Regions from separate parts of the Mus musculus genome. Here region 1 is linked to region 2. Evidence: chromatin contacts called from public promoter capture Hi-C data. All regions are on one chromosome and are shown on one strand. Each heading gives the region's core, a stretch centred on a gene start, on an enhancer-like site or on the middle of the called end of the contact. The rest is flanking DNA. Distances are from core to core; before and after follow the strand shown. Region 1 holds the start of Pdcl (phosducin-like). Region 2 holds the start of Stom (stomatin).

Region 1 (5,248 bases), core at 779-3,278, 2.0 Mb before region 2:
AATAAACCCTTTCTTCTCTTAAGTTGCTTTTTGGTCATATAGTTTCATCACAACAATAGAAACCCTTTGTCGGGGGGTCACAGATGCAAAGGCTTATTATATGTGACTTCTGAGGAGTCTAATTTTAATCATAGCTGTGTGGGTACCACCGTGGGCATTCTTGAAATAATCAGTTCTCTCTACGTGGTCTTAGTGCTGTCCATAGATCATCATGCTCACCATTCTGATGTCTATAAGCCTGAAGGAAGATTACAGATTAGAGCATCATTTGACTGGTGTTCTCTGATTCTCTACCACCACCCCAACCCCTGTAACTTTGACAAGTTAATTATTAAGAGTATGATCTGGGTAGTAAGACAAAAGCAGCAGTGAAAAGTAGGCTTGCTAAGTGCTGGGGTCAGGCTAACCCATTCATTGGCTACTCATTTGCTTTCTCCTGTGGGCCTGCACCAGGGCACGGAACCCAGGTCCTCTGGAAGAGCATTATAGTACTAAAATGCTGAGCCATCTCTCCAGCCCCTCTCGTCCTCCACCTCCTCCACACACTTCTACAACAGAGACTGCAGCTTACACATGTTCTTGAAACTAAGCTCAAGGTCCTCAGAGCAGCAGATGGTCTTCTTGGTTGATGAAAGAACTCAGTGGGGAAACCCCCACTCAGCTCCCGATTCGGCGTGCACCCAAGAATCACGAATAGAACACAACACCTTGATGTAACAACAAGAGGTTTTTAATGGCGGAGCTCCGGGTCGAAACGTATCTCACATAACAGGAGACAGTGGATTCGACCACGAGGCTTGGAAGCTAGGGGTTTTTATAGAAAAGGAGTGGGGCTGGGGGAGGAATTGGCGCGGTTTCACATGATTGGTCCATTTAAACATCAGCAGCCTGTAACATTTAACTTAGGTCAGAGGGGTGGGAGCTAGGGAGGCGATGGGCTTGCCCGGGCATGTCCTGGTCTGTTCTGCTATGTTCTCAGCCCCAGGTTTCAAAGCTCAGAAACAACTCTTTGGGCTATTTAACATACATTACATGAATTACAGTTTTATTTCCTTTCAGTTGACATCTTTCCAAAGAGACGGTCCAGGAAAAGCCCCAGGTCCCATTTGAGTTTTTCTCCACTCCAGCTCTTGCCTAGCCCTCAGGTTAGGTCTCCAGGTTAACTTGGGGGCACTGGGCACCCTTCAACCTGGGGGCCACAGTATGTTATCCCTGCACAGAACTTGCATGGCAGGGGTAGCAGTGGGGGTGGGATGGCATGGGGAGGTACCTTGCATTTCTGAGTCTAGCCCAAATACTAGCCCAATCCTGGGCCAAATGGGTGGACGTTGGAAGCTTAGTCAGGTCTGATGGCTCATCCAGCTCTCCCACTCCATCACCCCCACCACCCAGTTGGGGCAAGAAGATGAAATTCTAAAATGTGAACATAGACAAATTTGCAGTAACATCTAGGTGGTCCTAGAAACAGGAATCAAGAAACCCCCTTTTCAAATTAAGAGCCCTATCTTAAACGCTGCATTTTATACAAATCGAGCAAATTTGATATGTTTTAATTAGCACACGGTTTAATTTGCAATCTCACAGTTGTGTACAAGACACGCCAACTAAGCAGTTTGAAATCATTTGAGGTTTAACAAAAGTTTTCAAACATAGGGTAGTTTCCTTGACTTTTTTTTTAATCTAGAATTTTCAAAGGTAATCATTATACATAACTGTTGTAAACTCTGTAAACTACAGAGTCAACTATTTGACTAACATTAGTTGATAAGAGTTATTCAAATTTCTTCAGTTGTCCATGCTCGTTTCCAGTCCAGCAATCCAATTCAGGTTGTCATACAACTTCTGTTCTTTGAGTTACTTATTCTTGAAGAAGTTAATGTTTTCGAGTTATTTTTCGCCTTAATATTCCTTTGTAATTTGTCTCGAAACTTGGAACGTAAGTTAATAAAAATTTCATATTTAACTAGAAATACACATCTACGAGTTTTGTCCTAAGCTAAGACCCGTAGCTCCTCCTCAGACGCCGAGATAAGCTTCTTGTGATTGGGTAGCGTGCGTCCGCCGCGACGCCGGAAGGCCGTGTGATTGGTCCGCAGAGTCCACGGCAGCTTTTTCTCTGTCGCTCAAGGCTTTCGGCCACTTCTCTTTCTCTAGGCGAGCGTCCTTTGTTGGTGACAGGAGCTGCTAGTCTAGAAGGAGCAGACTGAGCGAGGCGAGGTAACTAACTGCGCAGGCGTCGGCAAGGAGGAAGCGGCGGGCCTAGACATGGGTGGGGCAGGAGTTTACGCGCCTTGGGCGAACTACTTTGCTTCCCGGCTCCTGGATCCCAATTCCTCTGTACTTCTCAAATTCCTTTGGAGACTCGGAGCGTCCCTCCTCAGTACCGCCCTCTTCACTGTGCCCTCCCCTGCCCTGTCCTCCTCGCTACTCCGCCTCCTCAGCCCCACCTTCCTTATGGCTCCGCCTTCTCCACTCCGTCCTTACAGCTCTGCTTTACTTAACATCCTGTCCCTGCCCTTTTGTCCCATAAGCTCCGCCTTCCTGGAAGCTTAGCCCCGCCCTTCTGTGTTCCACTTGTGCAGCCCTGTCTTCTTCACTGTCCTACTTTCTCTTAACACTCTTAACTGCCTCTCTTGGAAGCCTTTCACTGGCCCTGCCCATATCACTGCTCCTCCTTTTCTGTGCCTCTCCTTAGCTCCACCCTCTTCATGATCCTCCACCTCTTCAAGTTTACTATCCCCACTTGAGGTTTACTTTCTGCACTGCGGGTGCATGCCACTTCTGTCTGCCAGTGTTCTCACCTCTCAGCAGCCCAGTCTCCTCAGTACACTCCTCCTCTTCTGGCCCCGTTTTTCACTCATCGGACCGAGTTGTGGCCCTCTGGCACATCCCAGACAAGGAAATTGTAAAAGTTTTCTTCCTTCCCCTGGTGCTGGCACTTTCCTCTTGGTTGCTGTTCAGCGTGCACAGTGCTCTGTCCTGACTGGAATCTGCTGTGTGGGAGAGAGGTAAATTGTAATAGAGTAAATACCATATGTTAAGTCTCTTCTGAAGGCAGCGCAGTGTTGATATTTGGTATGCTTAGAGGAAGGACGTTTTTGTTTGTTTGTTTTTGTTTTTGACTAGTCATTCCTGCCGGAGTCTTTTTTTAATTTATTTTAATTAATTAATTAATTTTTTTTTTTTTTTTTTTTTTTTTTTTTGAGACAGGGTTTCTCTGTGTATCCCTGGCTGTCCTGGAACTCACTCTGTAGACCAGGCTGGCCTCGAACTCAGAAATCTGCCTGCCTCTGTTTCCCAAATGCTGGGATTAAAGGCGTGGGCCACCACTGCCCTGCGCTACTGGAGTCTTAAACAGACTTCTAAAGCACTGAACTGTACCTTTTCCCAAAACATCTGGGTCCTAGGTGTTCTTTAACCATCTGGCTCTTATTTAAGTTTTGTCGTGGAGACTTGCTGGTTATAATTGGTCCAGCTTGAGACCATGTATCTAGGCTCTTAGTGAGGCAAGGAGTGAATGACTTAGTTTCAACAGTATACCTACCCTTGGTAGTCCCTTTTGAAGTTTTCCCTGAGGACTTTCTCCCAATTTGTTAGCAGTCTTAAAACTAAAAGTGTATACGAATAAAAACCACACCAAAAGATTCCTCTTACCCAGTTCACACAAGTAGACAGTAATGCCCCTCTCAGGCTCCTGGAAGTCATACATCAGTGGGTCTGTTAACAGCTTCAGCCTTTGTTGCAAAGCTCAGCAAAGAAATGTGCCTTATCTAAGCCTTGTTTTTGCCTGCTATAACAAAAGCCTGGTAAACTATGGCATAGATCCAGGGTTGGGGTTTGTTGAGATTCTGCTTATGAAAACACCTTTAGATTCTTATAAAGTTCTGGGAAGTCAGTCCAAGTGTACCTTGTATGGTTCAGATTCATGTCTTCCTTGCTCAAGCTAGCAAAAAATCCTTGATACATTTTTCTTTTCCAGGCACCATGACAACCCTGGATGATAAGTTACTGGGGGAGAAATTACAGTACTACTACAGCACCAGCGAGGATGAGGACAGTGACCATGAAGACAAAGACAGAGGCAGGGGAGCACCAGCCATTAGTTCCACACCTGCAGAGGCTGAGCTGGCAGGCGAAGGCATCTCCATCAATACAGGTACTGGAAGGCTCTGAGCTCTAGAAATGGACTCAAAAAAATGTCCTTTAAAGTGTGTATCAGTTAGAAGTCCTGCTCTCCTTTCTCCAACTTCTGTCCCACTTTCCTTCCAGAGATAACATAGTGTAGTCTGTCATTGTGCTTGCTTCTGCCCTTTCTCCTTGCAATGCAAATCTATATGCATATCAGCATGGAAGGGAACAGTCTGCACTGAGTTTGACAACCCATAAATCATATATGAGTATCCTGGTAGGATTAATTCCTAGAAATGGCATTTTTGCACTGTTAATTTTTAAAATTAAAGTTTCTATTATTATTGTATGTATATGCACGGTCTGTATGCGTGGTTACAATTCCAAGATACCAGTATGGAGATAAGAGGACTTTTTGGAGTTGGTTCTCTCACCTTTACAGTTAAATTCCAGGAATTTATTTACCTCAGATCTCCAGGAGTGGACTGTAGGGTGAGTTATCTCCGTGGCTCTTATACTATTGTTTATTGCTTTTAGTTTGTAACTTTCTACTTATGAGGATTGGCCGAGGAATTTGTTCATGCTATGCAAGTGCTCTGCCACTGACCTATAGCCCAACCCACTTTAACATCCAAATATTGTCAGATTGCTTAAATTGAGGTTGTGCTTGTAGTTCAGCCAGCAACACAATATTTTTCTTTATAGTTTTCCTCCTTGCTGACAACTTGTAAAATTTTTGCCATCTTGTTGGATAAGAAATAGCCATTTTTGTTTTCTTTTTAGAGATAGTGTCTCATTATGTTGTTCAAGCTGACCTTGAACTCCTAATCTCCAATGATCATCTTCAGTTTCTTCAGTAGGGATATCTGGCATGTACCACTATGTCTAACTTATCATTGTTTTTGGAATATCTTTTATTTCAAGATATGCAGAACTGTCTGATCTTGACCTTTCTTTCCTTTTAGTGCTGGGGATCAAATCTTGGACTTTGTGAATGCTTGGTTACTACTCTTGCAGCTGAACTGTATTCCCAGTCCTTGGTTTTTGGAGAAAGGATCTTATTATAGGTCAGGCTGACCGTGAACTTGTGATCTTCCTATGTGGAATGCTGATGTGGCAG
Region 2 (4,760 bases), core at 1,017-3,516:
TACCATGTGTGCCTGGCTTTCACAGAGGCCTGAAGAAAGCAAGTGAATCTGTGGAGTGGATGATCCAGGTGATTGTAAACTGCCCGCTGTGGGTGCTGGGAACTGAACCCAGGTCCTCTGAGAGAACAGGAAGTACTCTTAACTACTGCGCCTCCTAAAATTATTTTTTAAAGAATATTTAGCCCAAACATTTACAGAGAATGTGTGTGAAAGTCAAAATTTGACAGTACTATGGGCAAGTGAAAGTCGAAATATTTAACTCAGAATTGGAAACTCTCATCTATTCCCTACAGTTTGTTCTTCATCTGGGGCCCAGAATTAATGCTGGAACTGATGCAATCTGGAGTGGGTGCCAGCAAATGTTTTGCAAACCCTCTGTCCCAAAGGGCAGCGGCTCACAAATGACGCTGGCTGAGATTGTCTTGAGAGTTCAGTTCAGGAGCACGAGCAGCACAGACAAATACACTTGGAAACACCGTTTTCCTTTCTAGTAAAAGAACAGTGAAACATAAATACTTTATTACAATAAGCAAGGATTAATTTCCTATTTGCACTGCTTCCCCGAGAGCCACAGCATATACAGGAAGTTCACACCCTGGGGTTTATTTATGGCAGAATGGGGAAAATGAAGCTGTGGACTTTGTCAAGGAAGATTCCGAGAGAACAGACCATTAAGCTACCATAGCCCCCGCCTTCTCTACGAGCAGCTTATCGATAAAAGGCTAACCATGTGATTACATGAGTTGGGACATCATCCCCAGGACTATAAATATTTGACCTATTTTATGGGAAGTCAATTTGAGAAAGCTGAATCACAAAGCTTAAAATTCTAGAACCTTCACCCTCAAGCAAAGGTCGACTTGATCCTTCCCACTGTCACTTTCCTGCTTTCTTCTGGACAATATCAGTGTTCCAGAGCTATAAAGTCAAGGGACAGCATTTCATGAGAGGGAACCACCACAAGGCATCTGGAATTACACAGCAAATACTGTGTGTGTGTGTGTGTGTGTGTCAGAGAGAGAGAGAGAGAGAGAGAGAGAGAGAGAGAGAGAGAGAATGTTTCCAAGAGGGAGCTCTCAGCAGTGATGAACTAGCTCTGTATCTTTATAACTGTGTTTATAAGAATGTATATACATGTGATAAAATGGCATATTTGAATACTTATTCTGTCAGGGCCAATTTCCTATTTTGAGACTGCACATAAAACAGATTTAACTATAGGAGTAACATGAATAGAGGGTCCTTGTGACCACTATAATGTCTTTTCAGCTTTCTGTGATTCTATGTTTATTCAAAATAAAATGCCTTTTAAAAGTTTATTTTGTGTACCTTAATATTTCCCTGAACAGTTTGCATTGGGACAGTCCAGGGAGAAAAACAAAAACAAAAACAAACAAACAAAAAAAAAAACCAGCAGTGATTTTTCAAACATGAGGTTTTCAGTTACAAACTGCAAGGGAGGCAACTTGAGACTGGGAGGGTTCTGGCAAGTGCTTCCTCCAGAGCCTGGACACTGTAAAATGTAATTTTAGAATCCAGGCCCGACCTTTCACCTCTCATGAATAAGTCTGCCCCCATTCCAAGGTTGGCTCTTTCAGGGGACATTTTTCACGGGCCACATCCTTATTTATAGAAAGAAGCCTTTCGGTTTTGATTAATCAAATGGGCTCCGTGCTGTTGCTTTCGAAACACCCTTAGCTTGTTTGTTTGTGGTATAATACAAACTTCACGAGGGCTGGCACTGTGTCCACCTCTGCCCACTGCATCAACTGGGAGGCCCTCGCCTGCTAGAGGCCAAGCGCTCCGTAAGTTAATTTTGTCTGAAAAAAGTAATGTACCGCCTGGAAATTGGTCTTCTTTGGGGCAAGAGCATTGACGCGAACTCCTTCCTCTCACTGCCTACCCGATGTACCAGGCTATACTCAGCACCCTCAGCACGCCCCTCAATCTGCAAGACCCCCACTACAAGAGGACGCCTTCCCCCTCACTAATGCCTGGAATCACAGGATGCCTTGCACCGCTCCTCAGCCCCGCCCTGTTCTCACAGCTTCTCCTCGGATCAACCCACTGGAAGCTGGAGCGAGACTCTGGCAGGGCCTTAAGCATTCTGGCCTCACTGTCTTACCCTCCTAGTATCTGCCTGCCAACACCCCCTTCAGGCCACGCCCCCTCCGGTCACGCACTCTGAGGGCGGGAGAGGCGTGTCTTCTCCTCCATTCCCGGGCACCTATTGGGCGGGCCGCCAGCTGGGGGCGGGACTGCACCAGAGCTTGAGCCCCTTCGTTGCTAACGGCTCTCAGTAAAGCTCCGGCTTTGGGAACTGACGAGTTTTTGAGCGACTCTGACTCCAGCACTATGTCTGACAAACGGCAGTCCAGCCATGTCCAGTCTCAGCGGATCCCTGAGTCCTTCAGAGGTGAGTCTCTCGTCCCCCGCACAGCCTCTTCAAGCCCCCCTCTGGGTCCCGAGACCCACCGCCTGCAGTGAGAACCCCCGCAGACCGCCGGCGTGCCTCCACTGCACTGTGTGCGCTTCGCAGAGCCGTCGTCTTCTTCATTCCTGGGTTCTCGGGCTGATACATGATGATTTGGGGGTGCTGGGGTGCAGCCTGCATGGCAGTCAAGAGGGCGCACTCGCGCGGCAGGGGCGTGTATCCATTGCTCGGCACCCTAGCAGGCAAGAACTGGCTTATCCTTTGGGTCCTAGATGCCAGGTGCCTATCACCAGCGCTTCTTTATCTCGGGCGGTGCACGCAGACCAGGACAGACCCTGGCAGCCAGGAGTGGTAGAGGCGCCTCTTCTGCAGCTTCAGCCTCCTCTGCTCATTCTTGTTTCTTTTCTGCCCCAGCGCCTGGGAGGGGAAGCAAGCAGTCCCAACAAGTAGCCTTCAGCAATCCCTACGTGATCCACAGTCCTCTGAACCAGGGAAGAACTCCCACCCTCTTCCTGCCGTCCCCAGCTTCGGGAAACTAATCAATTTCCTAGTAAAGGGCTAGGCTTCAACCTATGACACAGTAGGCGGTATAGGCAGAAGAAAGGAGGTCTCCCTGGCTTTCCTTCCAGTTCCATTGTCTGTCCCATACTGTGTCCACTTTTGTCTTAGAGATCTCTCCTTCCAGGTAAATAGCTCACCACTCTTCTGGAGCCTTCCTAGTTTTGAAGGCAAGAACTGTTAGCAGGCCCTCAGGCTATCTTCTATAAAAAAATTAGAGCCCTTGAGCGAACTACCTCCTTGAGCCTTTAAATTGTATAACTCCTTGGGGTCAGGAGATGCCCAGTAAGAGAAAATAAACCTCGCAGGAGTCCTGCTATCCTCCTGGGAGCTTTACTAATCTAAAGGAATTATTTCTAAAGATGGAATTTCAGGGAGAATGACACGGTGGAAGAGATTTAGGAGGCTGAGTGGGCTTTTCCATCATCCTGCGGAGACAGCTGTCATCCATTCGGATTATTTGCAAAGCCAACCTGGCCTCCCATCTAACGCCCATCCCCCTGCCCAGAAGCATCTTTAACTCTTTCTCAGGCGAATCTTGAGGATCTCAGATGGCTCCAGAGTGTTGTAATAGGAAACCTACAGGATTCCATCCTCGGGATTATGCAGAAAAGCCTGTGTGTGTATCATTCTCCATACTTTAACCCTTCCCCCAACTGGGAGCATAGCAAAATTAAAGAGAGCCATAGCAAAACTGACCCTTAATAGGCTAAGCACTACCCTAAGTGTTTTATAATGTGATCTTATTGAGTCCTCACAACTGATACTTAGTGACTTAGTCACAAAGGCTTAAAATTCAAATGTAATTCTAAAATGTGAACAGGAGAAAAGTGCCAAGTCTGCCTCTTCAGTGCTGGTCTCTGGCTTTAGATCAAAGTGTGGGTGTGTTGGCGGTCTCCTTCACCTGTACTCAGACCACCGAAGTGGGGTTGGATTTGGAGCCCCACCCTAGGACCCCCCTGTGGGAAGTGGATTTGGAGCCCTGCCCTAGGAATGAACTCAATCTCTATTCCTAAAGATCATTATATTTTTCTTGCTCACAGACCAATTTGAGTTTTGGTTCTAGACCCCTTTTCTTGGTTCTACACTTGGCTGTTTTAGACAGAAATCTTGAGTTAGTGAAAATGATTGGGCTTTTTCTCAAGTATTATACAATTGAAATTTTGCTTGGCTTTGTCACTTTTTTATTTAAAAAGCTTTGCTTTTACTGTGTGTGTGTGTGTGTGTGTGTGTGTGTGTGTGTGTGTGTCCATCTTGTGGAGAGATCAGAAGACAACTTTTGAGCTTTTTCCTTCCAACAAGTGTGATCCAGGGATCAACTTCAGGCCATCCATGCTACAGCAAGCACCTTTGTGGGCTGGGGTAGCTCACCTGCCCACCTTTTAATCTTTGTTTTCTCACTGGTAAGCCTCAGAGATTTAACACTAGGAAGAAATCTATTACTATAACATACTAAACAGAACTTTTTAAATGTGCGTCATTTTGCCAAACATCTAATTGCAATCCTGGGACAAGGAAATGTCTTTATTCTCTGTCTTTCAGTAAAGAAACTGAGTCAGAGTGATAAAATTTCAGACAGCCTAAAAAATTGAGAACCAGGTTTCCAACCCAGGCTCTGACTTCCCGAGGGATGTTCCCAGTCCTGCAGCGATCCATAAAGGAGGTACCACAATAGAGGGTCTGGTCCAGCCTCAGGACTTCACTGAGGGTAAGAGGGAGTAAACAAAGGGAGCCTAAAGGATCAGTGTGACTCAGGACCTCCCAGAGA

What was found. Promoter capture Hi-C pulls out the DNA fragments that hold promoters and counts their contacts.
Region 1: a promoter capture Hi-C map of 3T3-L1-derived adipocytes shows a contact between it and region 2, with 5 times the contacts expected there. The contact joins the promoter of Pdcl here to the promoter of Stom in region 2. A contact is called at or near these places in 4 of 39 promoter capture datasets (the 3T3-L1 cell line, 3T3-L1-derived adipocytes, hippocampal neurons and 1 more).

What each region holds. Positions count from the first base shown.
Region 1 is chr2:37,356,112-37,361,359 of GRCm38.p6, reverse strand. Pdcl (phosducin-like) reads left to right here and starts at 2,028. Exons shown (of 4, transcript NM_026176.3): 1 at 2,028-2,217; 2 at 3,980-4,156. The coding sequence starts at 3,985.
Region 2 is chr2:35,334,515-35,339,274 of GRCm38.p6, reverse strand. Stom (stomatin) reads left to right here and starts at 2,266. Exons shown (of 7, transcript NM_013515.2): 1 at 2,266-2,416. The coding sequence starts at 2,356.